Regions from separate parts of the Ovis aries genome. Here regions 1 and 2 are each linked to region 3. The links are chromatin contacts, called in public Hi-C maps. All regions are on one chromosome and are shown on one strand. Each heading gives the region's core, a stretch centred on a gene start, on an enhancer-like site or on the middle of the called end of the contact. The rest is flanking DNA. Distances are from core to core; before and after follow the strand shown. Region 1 holds the start of CD82 (CD82 molecule). Region 2 overlaps TSPAN18 (tetraspanin 18). Region 3 holds the start of TSPAN18 (tetraspanin 18).

Region 1 (4,413 bases), core at 428-2,927, 150 kb before region 3:
CTAGGGTGGGGAGTGGGAATCCAGCCCAAGGCAGAATAGCACCATCATTCTCAAAGTGTGGTCCGTGGACCAGCAGAATCAATATTACCCAGGGCTTTTTAGGCTCTTGGCCCCCTGCAGGAAAGACAGGGTCCTTCTAGGGAGGATAACACTATGGGGCATTTCTAGGCTTACAGGACTCCCCAACCCCACTCCTCTAGCTTCATGTGGAGATTCTATGAAGGAGACTTTTTACTAGAAAGAGAACAGTTATTTATTGAGTAGGCAGGGTGTCTAAGAGTGGCCAAACACTTCATGGGCATTACCACATTTAATCCTCAACAGCCACCCTCAAGATTGTTCCCATGATTTTCCCTTTCAAGGGCTCGGTCTAGAGAGGTTAATTAAGTACCTTCCTTATTTGCCTTGGGTCACAAGGCTCCCAGGAGCCTCCCTGGTTTTTGTGATTCTCACATCACACTAACTTCACCTTTATGCTGAACAGTGTTTCTCGAGTGTGACTTAGAATCACTCTGAAGCCTTGTTAAAGCAAACTTGCCAGGCTCACACCTCAGAGTTTTTTAATCAGTAGATCTGAGATGGGGCCCCCAAACACATGTTCCTAACAAGTTCCCAGATGCTACTGCTGCTGCTGCTGCTGGTCTGAGGACTGTGCTTCGGGAACCACCTTGTTGGGCAGGGATCCAGCTCCCCAGCCTACTCCACCCATGCAACACCAGCATAATCAAGTTCTTGTGAGATGTCAGTGAGATAATGGGAGAGAAAGAGCTTTGTCAGCAAGACAGGTCAATGGCTCTAGTCATTACACAGGGACCCGAGGAGGGCGATGGGATGCAAGTGGGGGTACCACAGCCATCTGAAGATCTTTTGCCACCCATCTTAACTCTGAGCCACTTCTCAAGAGAGAAAGCCACCTTCACAGGGATGGACCAGCAACCCTTCCCTGCCACCCAGCTCATCACCCCACGCCTCCTCCCCTTACCTCCGGCAGCCTGCTAGAACTGTCTCAGCAGCTGGCTGGCCTGGGCTACTTCTCCAGGGGCCAGTCCAGACAAGCTGGTGCAGCATCAAGCCTTATGATTCACGGCCCTGGGGCTGGGTCCTGCTCACCACCCGTGTGAGACTCGGGAGGCCCCTGACTTCCCTTCTCTGAGCCTCAGGTTGCTCATCGGTAAAACGGATGCAACACTTGGCCAGAGTCTTGCGAATTCAACGGCCAGTCCTTGTAAAGTACTCTTCTTAAGCCGGAGTCTGGCATAGAGCCTGGCCCATGGCGAGAGTTCAATCCGTGGTGGCTGTTAGTATTTTCAAATCGTGTCTGGGTCCAAGCTACGTCTTGATAGAGGCCAGGACTTGGAACGCAAGCCGCTCCCACGCCGCCGTTCCCCGTTGCACCCGGATATACCCGCCCTGGAATGCCAAGTGTGGGCCCCCCACCCCCTCGCCCGGAGGCGTGCCTGCCCGGGGTAGGGTTGCCAAGGCAGGGCAGGATTAGACAGGCGGTGAAGCGAGGGAAGGGGCGTTCCTAGGGAGTGGCCTCTTCCTAGGAGGGCTGGTGGCGGGGGGATATAGCCCCGAAGCGGAGGGAGGCAGAGGCAGGGATGCTGGGAGGACCTTCCAGCGGCCTGGGAGGAGCCTGGGAATGTTGAGGAAGGCTGAGGAGGGGGCGGGACCGTTAGGTAGCGCTGAGACGGGGCGCTTCCCACCCAGCCTGGGCTGGAGCTCGGGGCCTGGGCCAGAGAGAGCTTTTTATCCAGGCAAGGCCCGGCGGCTGGAGGTGGAGTGGGGTAGGCCTAGGGAGGGTGACCGTGGGGGCGGGGCCGACCGGGAGTGTTTTGGGGGGGAGCCGTAAGCGGGGCGGGGCAAGGGGCGCAGCTCCACTCGCCACAGGGCCCGAGGAGGGGGAAGGCCGAGGCGAGCAGAGCCGGGTCGGGCTGGGAGCCCAGCCACGTTCCAGTAGAGCCTGGAGGCTGAGCTGGAGGCGCGGCTTGGGCCGCGTCCGGAGGCCGAGGGGCGTGCCCGGGGGCGTGTCCTCTGGAGGGGGCGGGGCCAGCCGAGGCCGTTGAGTTCCCCGAAGACCGCTGGGAGGGGAACGGACGATCGAGCGACTGAACCCGGCGCTGCGCAGTCGGACGCGGAGCACTGGGGCGCAAGCGGGCGACTCTTGAGCTTGCAGCGCCGAGCTAAAAAAAAAAAAGAGCAGAGGCGGCAGGTGAGAAGTGGGTGGGGGAGGCCCTCCGGCAAACCAGGAGCAAGGTTAGTCTTCGCCCCCAGTTTCCAGAGCCCGCTCGGGGCAGCTTTCTCGGAACAAGTGACAGGTCGGGCCGCGCAGGCAAGCTGGTGGTTGATTGAGAAGGAGCTTAAGTTCCAAGTCCTGACCGCCACCCGCCTCCCAGTTCTCTGCCTCCGCCGCGCACCAGCTGTGTGACCCCAGGCGCGTCCCCCTCGCCCCCCCGATTAACCGGCTTTGGACCTCTCGGGTTCCAGTACAAGGAGGGGCTGGACCCAGGTGGCCTCCGTGCTTCCACTGCCCTTTCTCGCTAGGAACCCTCGGAAGGTGAGGCCGGCAAGTGAAAGCGAGAGCGGACTGCAACAGGTATTTCAGATCGCGTCACCCAGACTAGTCTGTTTCCCTGCAGAGTGGCACTGAGCAAAGGGGGCTCTCTGTGAGCTTGAAGCGCATTGCTTTAAGGGTCTCACTCGTTCCTCCGATGGGACTTGAACTCACAGGCCTGGGAAAGCTGGAGAGCGGAGGGGGCGTGGTGACCCAAGTCTGGGAGGTCTCAGCCTTCCCTTCCCCACACCTGTGAGAGCCCAGTAAGACGTGGGGTGGGAAACTCAGCGGGGACTTTGCCCACCGCGCCCCCCCCCCCCCCCGCCCCGCCCCGCCCCGTCCCAGGGCTTTTCCAGGTGAGGAGGCTTGGGAGGCCCCTGGCGGAAGCTAGGGGACAAGGTCTTATCTGGGTGAGTGGGGAAGACAAGGGAAAACCCCACCAAACGTTGGGCCCAAAGTCAAGCTCAGAGCCTAGGGCGCTTGCTGCATGCCAAGTTCCTTCTTGGGCTGGAGGTTTCTGTCCCTGTGGCGGTGGGTGTTCTGTGCTGGGCCCTAGTAGCTAGTTCGGTGGTCAAGGCGTTGGGACCACATTGATTCGGGTTCCAGTCACTTTCCATGCTTCAGTTTCCTCATTTGTAAAGTGGGCATAGTGATGGTAATCAATGGTAGTGGTGGTTGTTGTTCAGCTGCTAAGTTGTGTCCCTCTCTTTTGTGACCCTGTGGACTGTAGCCTGCCAGGCTCCTGTGTCCATGGAATTTCCCAGGCAAGAATACTGGAATAGGTTGCCATTTCCTTCTCCAGGGGATCTTCCCGACGACCCAGGAATTGAACTTGCAACTCCTGCATTGGCAGGCGGATTCCTTACCACTGAGCCACCTGGTAGGGAGGACATAATACAATAATGTGTATACAGTGCTTAGCAAGGCGCCAGGCACCCAGTGAGCCCTCCCTGTGTGACATCTGCTCTGATGTGGATGGGCAGGTGATAGACTGGCTTCCTGCCTGGGAATGAGACTGTTTTTGGAGGGCTGGCTGAAGCTCCTGACCTTGTGAGAGCCAAAACTCGCCACCTGCCACCAGCAACACTTTGTCCATTTTGGGGTTGGGGGGGGCGTGTCATCTAGACCAAAGACTAGCTGAGTTTTGGGTAATACTCTTGCAGTCGTTAGGTATCTGGCTAAATAACCCCCCAGATGTTTACTTAACATCTATTATATATCAGATGGAGCTAGGTGATGTGAGGTAGAAATGAACTAGCCTTCGGGTTCTGCACTCATTTTGAGTTGCTCCCAGTGGGGTCCCTATCCCCACCATGCCTCTGCTGGAGAAGATAACTCACACCCAGAGCTCAAGGCCAGATGAGATGTCATAGATATGGAACTGCTCTGGCGGCCAGAATCCAGCTCTTCCATTGCATGCTGGGCTCAGGGTGGAGGTGAGGGGCAGTGTGTGCACCTCTTATCTGTTTGATCAGGGTTGGGCACTGAAGGTGACTGACTCCTCGAATCTCCTGGCAAGATGAGCCCTATACTTTGGAACCAGCTGGAAAGCACTACAGGAGAAGGAACTGGCAGCCCACTGCAGTATTGCAGCCCAGAGAATCTCATGGACAGAGGAGCCTTACAGGCTACAGTCCATGAGGCCACAAGAGTTGGACACGACTTACACCACCACAGGACAGAGTTTGGTTGAGGGCCGTACTATTAATATGTGAAGGGGACAGCATGTGTAGGTATGGGAGGGGTGGTGCCCAAGAGAGGTGAGACACTAGGGAAACCAGGGCAGGGGGTGAAGGGGCTTCCTGGAGTTGTCGAGACTTGAACAGGACTTTCTGCCTGCGATTCCAAGTCCTGCTTGG
Region 2 (4,536 bases), core at 1,559-4,058, 180 kb after region 3:
GGCTGAGACCCAGGAGGGGGCTGGCTGCAGCTCTCCCCGGAGAGAGGCTTAAGTCCTGGCTGTGGCTGGTCTGCCCCCAAACCTTAGAGTCTCCCCTCTCTCCGCCTCCTCCTCTGCGGTCTCCCTCCAGCCTCTGCTTCTCCCCTTCTTTTCTCGCTCTTCCTCTGCCTCTGTCTCCCTGTCTCTCTCTGCCTTCCTCCTGATCCCTTGGTTTCTGTTCCTGCTGCGCTTCCTTCTCCTTCTCCTGGACGCCCCCTTGTCTGCCCCTCTCTCCCTTCCCCGCACTTCCTTGACTTCCCCTGCCTCCCCTCTCCTCCTCCCCTTCCTTCTTGCCCAGTCCACTCCACTGTCCTCTCTGTCACAAGCCTAAGGCACACAACCCGAGGTCACAGTGCAGGTCAAAGGCAGGGGACGCTTGGACCCGGGTCTGCTGTCTCAGAGGGACTGGTCCAGAGGCTCCTCCCCTGGAATGCACTCAAGCGGTTCAAAACTCAGCCAAAATTATATGCAAAATATTATGTCTGGGCCTCTGTGTGTGTGGCTATACATGTGTGTTCTGTGTGTGTGTGGTGCATGCTTGCGTGTTTCTGGGATTCCCACAGCTTCTGGAAGGTTTTCAGATTGATTCATAATCTGAAAAGTAAGAAGAAACACTTTTTTTTCCCAACCTGGACTCAGCCATGCAGGGTGGTTCCAGCACCGAGTCTCACCCCTCCTTGTTTGTTAAAGAAGCCTGAGCCGCCTCGTCACCCTTTCGGGAAGAAGCAAAGACTAGTCTTGGGAGAAGCCAAGAGAGTGACTTCAGTCCCCTCTGGAACTGGGGCTCAAAGGCCCGCAGAGAGAGGAGGCCTGGAGATGGAGGTCACCTGGGGGACCCCTGCCCCTGCTTGGAGGCTAAGCCCTAAGGGGTCCCAGTGACCCTTAGCCCAGGAACAATGGTCCTGATGTCACCTAATGACCTACTTTTCTAAAACATTTTTCCAAACAGTCCTGTTGATCAATTCTAGAGCATTTTCATGGACCACAAGACTACTTCAGCCTATTAGTGACATTTTGTGGCATCCCTTTTTGCCTAGCTGCTCACCTATAAACAGTTCAAGGAATGTTTCTAACCCATTTATTGAAAGCTTCACATTTTCAAAATATTTGATAACCAAGGCATGCTAAATTGGAAAAGAGAATAGCAAAAAGGGAAGAGTATAATTTAAAAGCGATAAAACGAGCTGAATTGTACAACAAGTATGTAAATTTGGTAAATATTATTAGAAATGAGAGCGAAAAGCAGATGTATTGTAGGCAGATGGGTTAGGAAAGTCTGGAAATGCTCACAAGTAGGCAAAATAGCAGCTTTTACCCCTTTATTAATCGCCTGATCCTATGCAAAGCGTTGTAAATTTGATGTTGAGGAATTACTGGCAAGTGTGCCCTCAGACAAATGGGATGAGGTCAGATAACTCAAGAGAAACACACTCTGGGAAAGGCCCTGGTTCGGGGGAGCCCCAGAAAGCATCAGCCCTGTGGCTGGGTCCAGGCGGGATGCCCCTTCAAATAACCAGGAGTAATCTCGTCAAGCAGGAGGCAATTGTTTCACGCTGGAGATGCTGGCAGAAGTGATCTTGTTACTCATGTTGGCCCCACAGCCCTGCACTTTCCTCCAGGTGACTTACACACTCATGTCACCCACTCCGTGCCCAGGCTTTTGGGGGGCCCTGCTTCAGGCAGGAACAGTGGCCAGGAGATCTGCAGACCCTCCTCCTCTGGGGAGACCTGCTTTCCCCATCAATGAGTTACGGGTTTATTCTTTCATCTCATCTCAGGACTTATGCTTTTCATCTCGTGGATTTCATTTCATGGATCATGAATCTTGGCTCAGTGGAAACTCCATCAGAGTGGGGATCACATCACCCTTGTGTGTATTTGTATATCAGTACCTAGCACAGTGGGCTTCCCGGGTGGCTCAGAATGATGAGGAATCCACCTGTCAAGGCAGCAGATGAGGGTTTGATCCCCGGATCAGGAAGATGCCCTGGAGAAGGAAATGGCAACTCACTCCAGTATTCTTGCCTGGGTAGTCCCAGGGAGAGAGGAGCCTGGCAGGCTACAGTCCATGGGATTGCAGAAGAGCTGGACACGACTTAGCAACTAAACCACAACGACCTAACACAGTACCTGGCACAGAGCATGTGCTCAGTAAACAGGCCTGGACTGAAGGGGTAGAGAGGGGGCCTGGGCCAGAGCATGGCCTCTGCAGTCAGAAAAGCCTGGGGACAAGCCTGGACTGAAGGGGCAGAGAGGGGGCCTGGGCCAGAGCATGGCCTCTGCAGTCAGAAAAGCCTGGTTCTTATCCCTGCCGTGCCACTTCCTGGCTGTGTGACCTGGGGTCAGTCACTTAAGCTCTCTGAACTTCAGATTCCTCATATGTAAGCTGAAGATGATAATACCACCTTACCCGCCATAATACTGTGATCAGCATTCAATAAGAAAATGTACATCTTGCTTAACTCTGTTCCTGGCACATATAAGCATTTGATAAATTGAAAACGAAAGGATTGGTGTTGATCCACAAGAGACCCTGCAGGCCAGCTGAGTCTTAAAACGTGGGGCTCTGGTTCTGACAGGTCAGGAAGCAGACCTGCAGTAAGCCTCACTGCAGTCAGCTGTGTGGGGTGACCTAGGACTGAAGTTGGGAGGTAGAGCTCCCCAGCCGGAAAGGAGAGTGACAGAAGGCCTCCTGTACCCTGGGCAGCCTGCCCCAGGCCACAGTGCCCATCCCATCCCCCTCCACTTCCACGAGCTGGTCCTTGGGTTAAGAGGTATGTTCCCCGCCTCTGCAGCCTCTCCTCCCTCTGACAGTGATGAAGGGCCCTGGCAGGGCTCCTGGCACCTCCATTTGGCTGGTGACAGATGGTCATCCGATTCTGTTTCACAAGGCCTCCATGGAGACCCGCCCTGCCCTCTGCCCTCTCAGTGCAGTTGCTGGCAGTCCTCAGGCTGGCATAAAGAGCAGCCTCGGAAATGGTTTCCACCCCAGTGATGTGACGGAGCTGTCTCTGCCTATCGATCTCAGCTTAGACAGTTATAAACTATGGATGAGACGGAGCTCGTGAACTCCGCGTGCTCATCACTCCGGGAGTGTGCGTGCACTTTCCAGGGCATTTAGCACCACATCAGTGAGATAATGCAGTGGAGCGCCGTGCACAGCGTGAGAATGGCTCAGTGGTGGCTCAGAACCAAGCGCGAGCGTGGCCTTCCTGGAGACAAGCACTGGTCTCTGGAAAATGCATGATAACTATCACCTGTCCAGTGCTTGGCGCTTCCTGGGTGGCACTACTGTTAAAGAACCCACTTGCCAACTTAGGAGACTCAAGACATGCAGGTTCAACCCCTGGGTCAGGAAGATCCCCTGGAGGAGGGTGTGACAACCCAGTCCAGTATTCTTGCCTGGAGACAATCCCATGGACAGAGGAGCCTGGTGGGCTACAGTTCACAGGGTCCCAAAGAGTCGGACACAACTGGAGCGACTTAGCACTCACGCACTCCTTCCGCATCCAGCGCTTAACACCTGGGCATGGATCGTATATAAGCCATTTCACTGAATCATTTGGGCAGCCTGGCAAAGCAGCTGCTGACCATCAACACCCTTGTTCTATTGATGGAGAAACCGGAACCCAGACATGGTAGAAGCTGACAGAGCCAGCCCAGCTGGCAAGCGGCACAGTGGAAAGAAACAGGGGACCTCCGATTCTAGAACACCATCCTAACACCATGTTATCCTGGAGCCCAGGAAAGCCTCCAGGTCTTAAGACTTTCAAAGCGAGGCAGTGGGGGCTGAAGTGCTGAGGACAAGCTCAGGACCCTTCGCTTCCTTCCAGCCTGGGCACACACGGTGCACACTGGAAGTTCGGAGGACTTTGGCCTGAGCAAGGGAGCAGGTCCTGGGGCCGCCGTGCGCATGTGCGGCTGGGGCTTCAGGGCCCTGCTGGTGGTCTCCACGTGGGGTGACAGCTCCAGGATGGTCCCAGTGCAAGCGGACAATGCTGAGTGATGAGGACACAACCATCCACCCACAACAGTGCCCATGATGGCCCGGGCCTGGAGATAGCAGATAGCAAGGTCATTACGGTGAGCTGGTCACTCGTGGATTCATTTACTCATCGGAGAGCCGTATACCAGCACCGGTGCTGTCCGGGCATCAAGAACACTGCCCGCTGGATCCCAGCTGATGGTGGTGATCCGGCGGGGCGCAGCGGCTGTGGTACACACTTCTGCAGGGCCCTGGGATGTGGGGGAGCCAGGAACCGAGTCTGGAAAGCAGGGTGCTGGTGGGCAAGCAAGGGCAGGGCCTTCCAGGGAGCTCAGCATGTGAGGTGCCCCAGGCAAGAGGTGTCGTGGCGACATGGAGATATGCAGAGAGTAGCAGGGGGTGGGGGTGGGGTACTTTGTTAGATTCCAGACTCCCAGCCCCTGGGTTTTCAGATTTTAATAGACATACCACCTTCCCTCCAATCATGCTCCTTTATTGCAGCTGAAAAGTAA
Region 3 (4,159 bases), core at 535-3,034:
AGGAGAAGGGCTGAGGTCTGGGAAACTCTGACTTGGAACCAGAGCTCTCCTCCCAGCTGGGTGTCCGAATGTCCAAATGGCCTGCTCGGTCCTCCTCTCACCCCTCCCTTCTCCTGCTTAGCCCTGCCTGCTTCTGCCAATCCCCCCGGACCCTCAGAAACTCCATCCCTCCCTCCTGGTGCCTCTGGCCCCCACCTCCCAGGCCCCCAGCACCCTCATGGTAGGTTCACGCTTTCTTCCTCTTTAAATTTATGTGGCGCCTCGCATCCAAGGAGGCCCACACAGCCGGCCTCTTCCAAGAGCATTCCAGAAACACAGAGCCTATGGGGTTTCTCAGTGCAAAGGGTCAGCCTCTCCCCCAACCCTGTTTTGGCAGCTGAAGGGGTAAATGTGGAGCCTGAAGCCCTTTCAAGTGTTCTTTGTCCTTGTTTTACAGAAACTGCACTAAAGATTTTTCTTCCCTTGGGTTAGGCGTTGCTCACTCTGGGTCCATTTAAAAACTGTGGATCCAGGTTTGTTTATTTTTTTCCCCCCAGTCATTCCTCTAAGGTATTACCCTCCCCACGATTTACTCAGTGAAACAGTTTTAAGGACCAGACATCTTCGAAGTCCTTAGAAGGATGTATCCTTTTCCTGGAATGTGGGCAAGGAAAGGCAGTGACTTCCTGCCCCTTGCAAACATTGCCCGGTGGCCTGACATCATCTTGGACATTCCTGTCCAAGACTGGAGTAGGTTCAACTCCTAGCAGTCACTCACTCCTTAGTGCGAATCAGTTGACCAAGGGGCCTCCCGCAGAGCTTGAGCCCGTTTGAATGTCCAGGCAGCCAGGCACTGGGTGTGGACGCTTCTGAACTGGGACTCAAAAAATTGTTGCCCAGGGAAAAAGAGTTGGGCAACCCAGGCCCCCTCTCCTCTAGGGGGTTAGGGGGCACTTTCACTTGGGCTGTCTGCTTTGGTCGGCTTGCTTGCCCATTTTGTCCGGGCAGGCGGGGCATTAGCTACTTCACAGAAAAGGTTCAGAGGTTAAATGTCTCGGTAAAGTCACATGTCAGTGGCTGGAGCGGGGGCTGTGGCTGAGGCAGTTGTACAAAGATGAACAGATAAGCCCTGAGATGGAGACACAGGTCTGGCCTCTTGAAATCAAGTCATTTGCCTCTCGTCTGGGGGCCGCACCCCCCAGCCCCCCTGGACCAACCCCTCCTTCCTGCCGCACTCCCTCCAGGTGTCTCTGTTAAGGACAGTAGTCCAAAGCAGCCCAGGGACAGTGAATCCCCCTGGCTTTCAACAGGTCCTTCCAGGGCAGCGGGAAGCCGAGGAGCGAGGTCCCACGGAGGATCAGCCCACCCCCAGCCCTGAGGTCCGGTCAGGGACGTGGAGGGGGCAGCGTGGACGTTTCCCTGGAACACATCCCCTGTCTAGGGTACCCCTCTCTGCACACTCCCAGCGGATCTCCTGAATTCAGACGAACCAAGGGCGGGGAGGCGGGCAAGAGGGAAGGAAGGGGAGAAGAGCAGGGAGAGGCCCCAGGGGCCCCCGGGGCGAGGCCGGGATGCCGTCCAGAAGGCAGGGACCGAGGCCGGGAGGGAGCGAGGGGGGCCGGCCCGCCGGCGGAGACGTGCCTTCGCGGCGGCGGTGGCGGCGGCTGCGGCGGCGGCGGCGGCTGGAGACTGAAGGGGAGGAGGTTCGGGGAGGGGAGGGCGCGCGGGCGAGAGCGAGGGAGGGACGGAGCGGCGGCGGGGAGGTGGGGCCGGCGGGCGGGCGGGCGGCTGCAGCTGCCGCCGGCGACTCCGGGGCTCCAGGCTGCGGGGCGGACGCAGCGCCGAGCGATCCACCGCGGAGCCGCGCGAGGCCGCCCGAGCCCCGAGCCCCGAGCGAGCGCCGCGGCCGCCGCGGCCGCCTCGCGCCAGTCTGTCCCTGGACGCGCTGCCGCCGCCGCCACCGCCGGGAAGGCAGCGGGCGCCGAGCAAGTTGCGAGCGCGCCTCTCCGCCCGGGGGAAAGTTTCCCCCGCGGCCGCCGACGCGAGTTGGCACGGGGTCCGGCCGCTGCGGCTGGAAGGTAGGGGCCCCGCACCTCTGTGCCCTCCGCGCGCCCCGCCGCCGCGCCCCCCAGGGGACTTGGGGACCCACGCGCCCCCCCCACCCCGGCGTGGTGGGGGTGGAGGGTGGAATGGGGGGGCCCTCCCAGGATGGTCCTGGGGAAGCCCGGGAACCGAGTTCTACTTCGGCTATAGGCTGGGGAAGGGGCGGGGAAGACGTGCTCGCCCGCATCCGCGCTCCGAACCCGCCGAGGGCCGGCGGCGTCCCCCGGGGACAGGTGCACCACGGCCCCGCGCTCCGGGCCGGGTGAGTCGGGGGCGCCTGCAGAACGGCGCGGGGAGGGGGGCAGGTGTGGTTACGAGGTCTAGGGGCTCGGCGAGGGCTGAGTCCGGAGGGGCGGGGGTGCGCGCCACGCCGCTCTGTAAGGGGATGGGGAGGGGCGCAGGTAGGGACTAGGGATTAGGAGCTACGATCAGGGCTGTGGGGATTGCCCGGCCCAGCGGGGCCACCGAGGGCCGGCCGCCTTCGGGGTCCCTGGGAGCGGGCCGGGGCGGGGGCGCCACGCTTTCCTTCGGGGAGGGGGGTGGTTCCCCCTTTATTCCGAACGCGGTGTGTGCGGTTTGGGGAAGCCGAGACTCCGAGGTGCTCGGTGGATCCGAAACTTGAGCACATCCAGATTTAGGGGCGCAGTGGAAGAACGCTTGGAGGGTTGGCGGGCACGGGTGGGTTCGCGCCGGCTTGGCGTCCCGGCCGTATTGAGGGGAGTTGGCTCCCGCCAGGGGGCGCCCCTCTCTGGCCCTTTCACCCCTAGAAAGGCGAGTTCTGGTTTCAGCGAGACAAACGCACGGAAATCCAGGAGCGACAGACCGCAACCACAGACCACCCCTCAACGCACGAGGGACCCCCCCTGAGGAGCACCGCACCCCGGCGGAAAGGGGGAGAGGGTCGGAGTGTGAAGCTGGGGTGCCCTCAGTTATAACTGTGCATAGGAAAGCTTGGCTTTCAAAAGCTGGTTTTTCTTGGGCGACCTGGCAGGATGTCTGGGTGAATAAAAAAAAATTTTACCCCCAGAAAAACAAAAAGGAGGAGAACTTTACATTAACAGCAAATCGGTGTGAAATGATTGGATGGGAGAATTAACTTTCTGAGGTTTCTATGAAGCCTGAAACCTAAATGGCTGAATGCATCCTTTTTGTGAAAGTTGTACCTTTGTTCCAGGGATCTGGCCAGAGCCTTTTCTGGTGTGGGTGGGTTGAGAGTCTTGGGGCGGATTCTTTCTCTGGGCACGGGGTGGGGTTGATGGGGGCGCCTAAAAGACTTCAGCAGTCCAGTGGTAAATTTCTCAAACAAGAGCCCCTCCTCTTGGGGTCTGCAGTCCACAGGCCACATTCATCCGCTCATTTCACAATTATTGGTGGAAACCTGCTGTGTGTCCCACTGTGGGACTAAATTTAGGGCCCCTGTGTGTTGAACCTGTGAGTCTGTGCTAAGGCCTTGGAAAGGAGAAAATTGCTGGCTTCTATGAAGAGCATCATCTTTGTCACAGGTGGGGCTGTTCGACATTGAAGGGACACTAAAGGGACTGTGGTCTCATCTTTTTCTAATCCTCTCCCTCCTCCCAGCACCCCGAGTGAGTACAACTGAGCAAACCTAAGAATGTGCAGTGGCCTCGTAGCGGCCGGTGCAAGTTTTCATCTTTCTCTCGGCTCCAAACAGTGGCTCATGGGGCAGCCCTCCACCCACCCACCCCCAGCCCCCCGCCTCCTTCCTCTCATGTCCCCAGAGTCCCTTGCAAAGGTGACGAAAACGGGGTGGTCCTTGAAAGAGAGCTGAGGTTCTTGCTTTCGGTGTAGCAAATGTTTTTTTTTTAATTGGATGCTCTCAAATTGATGTAGGACAAAGTTGCCCTGAAGAAAGAGCAGCATGGTTTTTATTTTGAGTAGAAGAGGACATGAAGGGAGGAGACAGGGGAAAGGGTGGAGAGGCTTGCTGTCTCTGGGTTTGTCTTCAAGACATTCCACGGGGCCAGAAAACAAAAGGAGTTGTTTTGTTTGTGTTCAGTTTTGTTTTTTATGACTCGATTTTCGGTGGAGGGAAGCCTGCCCAGAATAGCCCTCCTTG

Evidence for each region. A called contact is a pair of places that touch in the nucleus more often than the background predicts.
Region 1: a contact with region 3 is called in a Hi-C map of muscle, with 2.9 times the contacts expected there. The contact joins the promoter of CD82 here to the promoter of TSPAN18 in region 3. A contact is called at or near these places in 2 of 16 Hi-C or Micro-C datasets (muscle and skin fibroblasts).
Region 2: a contact with region 3 is called in a Hi-C map of tail adipose tissue, with 4 times the contacts expected there. The contact joins the enhancer-like site here to the promoter of TSPAN18 in region 3. A contact is called at or near these places in 10 of 16 Hi-C or Micro-C datasets (blood, hypothalamus, liver and 6 more).

Annotation. Positions count from the first base shown.
Region 1 is chr15:73,554,261-73,558,673 of ARS-UI_Ramb_v3.0, forward strand. CD82 (CD82 molecule) reads left to right here and starts at 1,678. Exons shown (of 11, transcript XM_060399530.1): 1 at 1,678-1,787; 2 at 2,545-2,596; 3 at 3,357-3,434. It overlaps LOC121816714 (a long non-coding RNA gene), which reads right to left and starts at 1,397. Exons shown (of 2, transcript XR_006056414.2): 1 at 983-1,397.
Region 2 is chr15:73,886,158-73,890,693 of ARS-UI_Ramb_v3.0, forward strand. All of the region lies in intron 6 of TSPAN18 (tetraspanin 18), which reads left to right. Among named protein-coding and RNA genes, the nearest start is that of TP53I11, 38 kb to the right of the region's middle. Within about 2 kb of position 2,809, at least 5 of the 54 cell types and tissues checked have an H3K27ac peak or open chromatin away from gene starts, as enhancers often do. A contact at or near this core is called in muscle and tail adipose tissue, where this site is marked.
Region 3 is chr15:73,702,937-73,707,095 of ARS-UI_Ramb_v3.0, forward strand. TSPAN18 (tetraspanin 18) reads left to right here and starts at 1,785. Exons shown (of 11, transcript XM_060399535.1): 1 at 1,785-2,057.